Linked DNA regions of Mus musculus: regions 2 and 3 are each linked to region 1. A link is a contact called in public HiChIP or PLAC-seq data. All regions are on one chromosome and are shown on one strand. Each heading gives the region's core, a stretch centred on a gene start, on an enhancer-like site or on the middle of the called end of the contact. The rest is flanking DNA. Distances are from core to core; before and after follow the strand shown. Region 1 holds the start of Mnd1 (meiotic nuclear divisions 1). Region 2 overlaps Tmem131l (transmembrane 131 like). Region 3 overlaps Tmem131l (transmembrane 131 like).

Region 1 (2,700 bases), core at 199-2,698:
TCGAAAAAACCAAAAAAAAAAAAAAAAAAAAAAAAAGAAAAGAAAAAGAAAAGAAAAAGAAAAGAAAGTCCTCAAAACTGGGGAGGGGTATTTCCTTGTGGTAAAACACAGATGCCTTCAGATTATGAAGGAGACGCAAAGCCATCTGGGGATTACAGGCCTACGTTTGTAATTGTTTACCTGCCAAAGCAAGCCAAATCGAAATAGTAATTCACATTCGGAAAGAGGTCAAAAGTTTAACTTTGACCAGACTAACAGTGAACTTTTTCCTGCTCATATATAAAACTAATAGCAATACCTGCGTGAAGAGTTAAGAGCCATTAAATCCCTTTGGCAGTAGGCAACTGCCCTATAAAGAGGGTTAAATAAGAGGGTGAGGCCGGCACATCAATAATTCCTAGTTCCTTTTAGTCGGGTACTTAAATTCTACAAAGAGAAACATGATAACACCAAACACTGGTAACACTGTTGTTTTGAATCTGGTCCTGGGCTCCTTGGGCCATTGCATGCCCAGGTGGCCCGTCTGTTAGTTTAACCACAAAGAAGCCGTTATCAGTTATAATTACAGCTGGGCAATTTTTTTTTTTTCAAATAAATGCCCAACGACCTGATCCTTGTCCACCCTGTGTGACGACCAAAATTAACTAAATTAAGATATTAAAATCTGGGGTCACTCTAGCGACTCGTTGATACTCTGTCGCCAAAAGTGGAAAGAATGACACAAAACTTTGAAGGTAGTTGAAAAAAAAAAACGATCCAAAGGGCAGAGAGTCATTAAGTCCGAATAGACAACGGCGATTGGTAGTAAACCAGGATTGGCCCGCAGAGAGCAGGGTGGGGTGGGGGGTGGGGGAGGCTGGGGTGGGGGGTGGGGCGTCCTACCCTGCCCTTAAAGGCGGGGGTGCGGGGTGGGGTGGGGGTGTCACTGCCATGATCTAAAGGCGGAGTGATCTGGGCGGCTCCTGTTAGCATACTAAGTACAGTGGTGGGGTGCAGCTGAAAAAGGGGAGCGCCGTGCCAAGCAAGTAAAAGGCCCCGGGTTCTAATTCCAGGAGAACCGAAGGGCACTGAACACTTCAGTGGCCAACTCCGCAGCGCGTGCGCCCTGGGGTTCTCGGTCGGGAGCCGCGGATCGGTCCAACTTGCGGGGCTTCTGGATTCGGTTCTAGAACGCTCCGGTTCGGAACCAGGGCGGCGCAGGCCGCCATCAGGGCTCGGGCGCAGCAGTGGGCGCGGGGCCAACCTCACAAGGCCTGGCCAGGCACAACCCCTGCTGCCGCGGCCCCGAAGCCCAGAGGTGCGCGCGTCGGAGCCTCGCTCTTACCATGCTGCGCGAGGCGGCCTCCCTGTTTGAGTCTGGCGCCAACAACCGCGTGGGGTGGGAAGGACCGGAGGAAGTGCAGGGGAGATGCAACGACCCCTGGCGGCCCTGGTAGGACTGCGGGACCCGAGGGAGGAGCCGAGCCTGGGCGGGGCTTGAGAAGATGGGCAGGGCGGTGAGGGGCGCGGCCTGAAATAATGGGCAGGTCCAGTAGGGGAGGAGCCTGAGATGGGCAGGGCCGGACTGAGACCAGATGGACCAGTCTGGGTTGGGCAGCCTGTAGGCAGAAAGGAAAAGTTGGGGCCTGGCGTGGGAGCTGGAGCAGGGAAGGCTTCTGTTCCCTTCCCGTGCCTCTGGGGTTGCAGAGTTGCTTACTACTTAAGTGTTCAATGTAGCTTTTAGTTTTCTTTTTAAAAGGCAACTTTTGAGTCTTCGCTTTTAAGTGTGTTCTTTTAGCTTAAAAAAAAAAATATGGGGCTTTGGCTGCAAGAAACGAGTACATTTAGAAAAGAAATTCTTTTTCTATTTTATTTTATTTTTGTCTTATTTAATTTTATTATTTGGCTTTTTTGGGACAAGGTTTCTCCGTGTAGCCTTGGCTGCCCTGGAGCTCTCTCTGTAAACCAAGCTGGCCTCGAACTCAGTGATTTGCTTGCTGCTGCTCCCTAAATGCTGGGATTAAAGGCGAGCACCAACCTCTAGCCTTAAAAAGTCCTCTGATACAGAGCGGTGAGAGTGTACAGAGTAGTGCAGGTGTTCTGCATTACAAATGAAACGTAAATATTCTAGTGCTGCTGACTGTCAGACCTTAATAAAGAGTATGTGGGAGCTTTCTAAATTATTTCTTGCAACTACTAGTGAATCTGTCTCTCAAAGTTTCACTAAAACCTTTATTTTATAAGATAGGATAAACGTGATTAGCAAAAATCATCCAAAGCATTTACAAAGGAGAGCAATAGTCGGGGATGGGGGTGAGTATGTATCCAAACCTGCTTGCCATGCTCATACCCTGACAACAGGCATATAGCAGAGATGTTCCTGTCAATTATGTGACACAGAGTTTTCATCACATCCACTTTATTAACGCTTTTCTAGAGTTCTTAATTTGCTCTTTATCACAGTTACTTTTTTAAGTTTTTTTTTCAATCCTAGGTTTTCAGGACAGGGCTTCCTGACAGCAAGTCTCTCTCTCTCTCTCTCTCTCTCTCTCTCTCTCTCTCTCTCTCTCTCTCTCTCTCTCCCTTCCCCCTCCTCCTCTTCCTATGTTATTATTATTATTACAATAAAAATAAGTTTATCCAATCAAGTAACAACTATACAAATGCAAGCAATTTTAGTCATTTTCTTTTTGGTCAACCTATATTAGACCTGAAATCTTT
Region 2 (2,700 bases), core at 125-2,624, 150 kb before region 1:
CTACAATCCCAGCAACTTGGGAGTCAGAGGCAAAAGAATAGCCTAAGAATTTGGGGTCATCCAAATAATAAGAGAGACATAATAAGGTCAGACCAAACCAACCAACCAAACAAACAACAAAAGTCATGATTGTAATCTTTATAATAAAAGAAAAAAAGACTCCCTGTGGAAATCCAAACAGGCCCTCCTGCTCATTCCACCACACTCTCTTATTGGTTTCTCATCACTGGAAAAGCAATCCCTTCAGCAAAGACCCATGCCAAAGGAAAGGCGACTGAGGTCCCAGAGGAGCAAGCAGGTAATTCACAGAAGCCTCACAAGTGTCAGGGAGCACTGGGCTCCTGTGAGAAGAGACTGGAAATCTCAATATGCAGGAGATCAAAGCTTGCAGACACTCAGCCAAGGGCATCTAGGCCAAGAGGCTAAGCAAGAATTCAACCGAAAGTTAAATGAAGTCAAAGGCCACATCCTGCAGTGCCCAGGGAAAATGGTAGATCCAAAACAGCTGCTAAAGACATCGACTTAAAGTCCATAACAGCCAGGTGAAAGAAAAACAGGGTGGCATGTGGCTCGGTGATGAGGAGTAGGCTGCAGCTCAGTGTACAGTGCTTGCTTAGCATGTGCAAGGACCTGAGTTCAAGCCCTACAATGCAGCTAGGACAAAACCTAGCTATAGAGAGACAGACTAATCCGAGCACTTACCTTAAAAACAAGTTATGAGTTAAATAGTCATTTCAAATCTAGTAAACTGTTTCAGATCCCATGTACTGCCAGCCTTCACGGGTACAAAGAATGCATGGAGACTGAGAGTTTCCTTTGAACTCTTGCCCAAGCTGTTAGCTAGGAAAAGTCCTAAGGCCACACAGAATTCTGTGATGTCTGGACCATCTTCTCTTGAAGCATCACATCACCACTGTCAGTTTTTTCTTCTGCAGTCTGGCCATAGTCCAGATGGGGGCAGAGGAACTGAAGCACGGAGACCAATACTGTCAAGAGTTAGACTTATCGTAAATATCTTCAGGTTATGTTCAAAGTGTGCAACACTACACATCCCTGAAACAGAAACCAGTGGACTCGGGAGGGAATGAGAAAACTACGCCTGCTTCCTGAATGAGAATGCCTAGCCCGCCTCCGGACTGGAACAGTCAACTAACCCCTATACCCTATATATACCCTAGTTCAACTTGAGCCTACTCATTTGATAAAACTTGTTTTTTTCAAAACCACCAAAATGGAAGCTACAACCCTACTCAGTAGAGGTCCTGGGCCAACACAAACAACCTTATCAAAGGTCAGGTCTCACAGCTTTCTCTAGGCAGTATGCAAAGCTGCCCTGAAAATGCAAACAGCAGTTCTCTCCCTTAGGCTAACATTAAAACTAGACTTGCAAAACACCCAGCCTGCTAGCAATCAATCCAGCCAGAGTAGACCACAGGACTGTTACTAACCCTGCCCCAGAATCTAGAGATTTCCTTTTTCCACCAATCTTCCTAGCCTCTGTGATCCTCGCTCCAAACCAGTAAATAAAAAAGAAAATCAGCAAAGGGCGAAGAATGGCCAGGTGAGTTAAGACAAATCAACGCGTCTGATAAAGCCTGCACACCCTAAAGGAACTCTGTAGACCAGACTGTCCCTGAACTCAGAGATCCTCCTGCCTTCGCCTTCCCAGCACTGGGACTAAAGGTGTGCACCACCACACCTGGCCTAAAAGAATGCCTTTTTTAAAAGATAAGGGCCAAAGACAGAAATTTTCCAAATTTCAAGAATGGCCTGGCCCAAAGAGGAATGGGTCAGTAGAAATGATCTTAGAAAGAGCACACATTTCAGATCCATTCAAAGTTAGGCAAGGATCCCTTTTTTGTTTAGAAAAACAAAACAGAACTGTTAGAGCTTTAAAATGTCAGTCTGATCACCTTTTAACTAAGGAAAACACACAAGCACAGGCTCACCATCTTCTTCCTCTCCTGCCCTCAAGACAGCCTTTACCAAGGTTCCTCACAATCTTGTCTATGTAACACCAAAAACAATGGGGAAGAGGGACCCACACGCTCCTTCATATATTCCTAAGTTATCATTCTAAACCTCGCCTGTCCTTTTCTTTATTGTTGCAAAGCATATACTTCCTGCTGTACTGTAAGTTCTGAATTTTAAGTCAAACTGTTGGCCCACTCTGGTGGGACTGCCACATCCATTTTCCACACAGCATCTATTCAGAGAAATAAAGATCTCAGTTGGAGTTGGGAACGGGACCTTGCCCTCCTTCACTTCATCTTCCCAACTACTTTCCTCACGGTCCTCCTTGACGTCTATGCTAAAAGTCTACCCTACCTATCTTCTCTGCAATAAAGATCTGCAAATGTATGAAATTTTAACACATTACCATCAAAATCGGTCGAGATGTTGCTGGGAATGCGCACTGTGGTAAACAGATGGGGCTTTCTAGTCTGGTCCTCCTCGGTGGAACCCGAGGAATGGCTGGCGGGATGCTGGAATCAGACCTCTACTGTGCTGCTTAGCTCTTACAGATGTGAGTCTCGGCAGATGAAAAGGGGAGTGGATATTTTCCTCAAGTGAAATGCTTCCATCCACTGGTGTTTAAAAATCAGATGGTCATTCAACTAAGTCATTTTCAGTGTTTTTGAAAACAAATAAACAAAAAACCCAAAAAACATATTTGCAAAAGTTCCCCTTTCTCCAGAC
Region 3 (2,700 bases), core at 1-2,500, 170 kb before region 1:
TAAGCATCCCTGGACCAAATGGAGAGGTGACCATGCATCTCACCCAACTAGGGAATGGTCGGTCACACACTGTGCACCACTGTTAACTCTCTCCCTCAACTCTCTCTGTGGTCTACTGAATTTTGTAGAGTAAAAGTCACTCTTTCATTCATGGGGTACATGAATATGACTTTTCATAATCAAAAGATCCTTTGGGGAGCAAACCACCCACCCACCAGGACAGCAGCACATGTTACTGCACAATGCCTAAAAGTTCTTCTGGTTTCATTGTGCGAATTCTTCATTCATAACTTACAATTCCAGAATGATGAAGAGCCGAAAGCATTTATAAGCTGGATACATAAACTCCTGGAGAGCTGAGTGGAGGCCCAGCACACAGCTCACAGGCTCATTTTGCTGATGTGTTCCCACACCAAGCTCCCTCAGAAGTAACGAACTGGCCAACGTGGTGGCAAAGGATCTGAGCAACAGAGTCCTCAAGCTTCAAGCCCCTACTGCAAGGCACCAGCACAACAGAACTCTAATGCCAAAGGCACGTGAGTGAACTCATGTGAACCTGAGAGGATCCCTCCTTAGCCCAGTAGCTATGTTGTAGGTCATAAGGCTAAGTCCATGTCGGTAAAGTTAAACCATCATTGACTTCAAAAAACAATTGCTTCCTGAGAAACGCATCTTTCCAAAAGCCCCCAAGAGATCTGTGTTTCCATTAAAAAGAAGAGAGAAAGGGTACTTAAAACTATAAACAAGGGCAAGATGGGTCAGTGGTTAAGGATGCTTATGGCTCTTCCAGGGGACCAGAGCCTACCTGATTCCCAGCACCCACACAGGGCAGTTCATAACAGTCTAAAACTCCAGCTCCAGGAGCTCTGATACCCTCTTCTGGCCTCCCTGGGACCCCATCATACACAGGCATGCATGCACGGATGTACACACTCTACCACTTCTTTTAGGAAGGGTGAAAATCTAAATAGACTATAATAGTCCCTACACAACCCTAAAATATGCTTTAAAATGAAATTCAAACCACCAGATTGTACTGTACATGGCACGTGAATTATCTCAATAAAGTATTAAGATAAAAGAAGAAAAGAGAGCTAAAAGTATGTATACCTGCCCCCAGCCCACTCATTCTCTCTGGTGTGGGAAAGAACAGCCCTTCTGGCAGATGCAGCTTCTCACATGTGCACCCAGCCCAGCCCTACAGACCTTGTATGTGTGTGCATAAGCACACTCAGCTCTTCTTGTACATAATGAAAATGTCATATGCAGATGCGTTTGATTAACACCCTTCACGTCTCTCATGATTATGCAGAACTCTATGAGCTGCAGTTATTTCCTGCCTATTATCCCAGAGCAAAACCACCCTGCTTAATCTCAAGCGCCTGGCAGCTGCAGAGAACAGCCCTGCCCTTCAGTAGAGACCCACTTGCCATCCAACCCCTGCTGCTACAAGGTACTCCATCAGGAAGGGCTTGTCTGTTTCAATCACGAGGAACAACTAAAACACAACACAGGTGAAGTCCCTTATAACCTGTGAGCATGGACCTTTACAAGGCCAGCAGAGAACATGAAGACAGAGGCAGAAAGGACAAGTGAGGACAGCAAAGGACCGACCCAGAACTCGCTTGCACCAGGGCCTGGGACCTGCAGCTATCCAGCCTCCAGAGTTCAGTCAACCCACACAGCTCGGTGACTCTGGCTTCACTGGCTTCCAAATCGTCCCTAATTCTCCCACAAAGCAGTTCCTGTCCTACAGAACTTCCACCGTACTTCTCCTTTGTCTAAACAGACAAGAAAACGCACTGACATTAACGCATTACACAATAAAACACTACAATTGTACAATAGATAAAATATGCAACAAACATCAGATTTTTTAAATTCAAGAAATATTTACTTATTTATTACTGTACGTTACAGGGGTGGCACACACATATGGCACAAAGTATGTGTGGCGCTCAAAGGTGGCTTTGTGGAGTTGCTTCTCTCCTTCCAATCTACATGGGCTCCAGGGACTAAACTCGGGTCACCAGGCTTGCAGGACAAGTGCCCTTACCCAGACTCATCTCCCTAGCCTTCAGTCAGATTTTTAAACTTTCACTACAAACAATTCCATTTTCATTCCGCATTCAGCAACATATGTTCTTCCTCTGGGAATAACAAAATACAAATCCTGTGCACTCTAGACTGGAAATATGGAAACCTGCTTTCAGCGGCGACAGAATGAACTACTTAACCCAAGGAGCGTAAATTGTCTACAGTGGAGTCTCTAAAAACATGCAGCTTCTAAACACTCCCTCCCTCCTAAGAAAAGAATCCCCATAAGGCCCAGCTTAATTAGTCCACTGCATCCCATCTGGCCATCCCTAAGAACAGCCAGGGAAGCCTGTTTGGGGTATGAAGTCTACCCTGATAAAGGCTCGTGTGTTAAAAGCTTGATACTGGCTAATGGGCTTTGGGAGGTAGGTGACTGGATCATGGTAAGAGATTGGTGCTAGCTCACGGGCTTTGAGGACGCCAATGTTTGCTGAAGGCACTACATCCTTCCAGAATTAATCCCTTGGTGAGTTTAAAGCTGGTGACTGTTAGGAAGTGGTCACTGGGAGGTAACTGTTCAAGGGAGCAGCTATGTCTACACCCTTCAAACTCTCTGCTTCCCAGCCGCCCGTGAATGAGATTATTAAAGCCATGAGCCCAAAC

Evidence for each region. HiChIP or PLAC-seq counts read pairs in DNA pulled down with a chosen protein or histone mark.
Region 2: a contact with region 1 is called in an H3K4me3 HiChIP or PLAC-seq map of embryonic stem cells, with 16 read pairs. The contact joins the enhancer-like site here to the promoter of Mnd1 in region 1. A contact is called at or near these places in 10 of 39 promoter capture datasets (3T3-L1-derived adipocytes, the C10 cell line, cranial neural crest and 5 more), 2 of 484 Hi-C or Micro-C datasets (the HL-1 cell line and pancreatic cancer cells), 9 of 115 datasets of contacts at active chromatin or transcription factors (cardiomyocytes, embryonic stem cells, fibro-adipogenic progenitors and 4 more) and 2 of 9 other capture datasets (embryonic stem cells and liver).
Region 3: an H3K27ac HiChIP or PLAC-seq map of VIP interneurons shows a contact between it and region 1, with 3 times the contacts expected there. The contact joins the enhancer-like site here to the promoter of Mnd1 in region 1. A contact is called at or near these places in 13 of 39 promoter capture datasets (the 3T3-L1 cell line, 3T3-L1-derived adipocytes, the C10 cell line and 9 more), 4 of 484 Hi-C or Micro-C datasets (the HL-1 cell line, nephron progenitors, pancreatic cancer cells and 1 more), 10 of 115 datasets of contacts at active chromatin or transcription factors (VIP interneurons, astrocytes, bone marrow-derived macrophages and 6 more) and 4 of 9 other capture datasets (embryonic stem cells, liver, macrophages and 1 more).

The regions. Positions count from the first base shown.
Region 1 is chr3:84,154,338-84,157,037 of GRCm38.p6, forward strand. It overlaps Mnd1 (meiotic nuclear divisions 1), which reads right to left and starts at 1,449. Exons shown (of 8, transcript NM_029797.3): 1 at 1,325-1,449. The coding sequence starts at 1,327.
Region 2 is chr3:84,001,632-84,004,331 of GRCm38.p6, forward strand. The region is part of intron 3 of Tmem131l (transmembrane 131 like); the gene reads right to left. Among named protein-coding and RNA genes, the nearest start is that of Tmem131l, 37 kb to the right of the region's middle. Within about 2 kb of position 1,375, at least 32 of the 459 cell types and tissues checked have an H3K27ac peak or open chromatin away from gene starts, as enhancers often do. A contact at or near this core is called in embryonic stem cells and liver, where this site is marked.
Region 3 is chr3:83,983,286-83,985,985 of GRCm38.p6, forward strand. The region is part of intron 3 of Tmem131l (transmembrane 131 like); the gene reads right to left. Among named protein-coding and RNA genes, the nearest start is that of Tmem131l, 56 kb to the right of the region's middle. Within about 2 kb of position 1,251, at least 20 of the 459 cell types and tissues checked have an H3K27ac peak or open chromatin away from gene starts, as enhancers often do. A contact at or near this core is called in VIP interneurons, embryonic basal ganglia and embryonic forebrain, where this site is marked.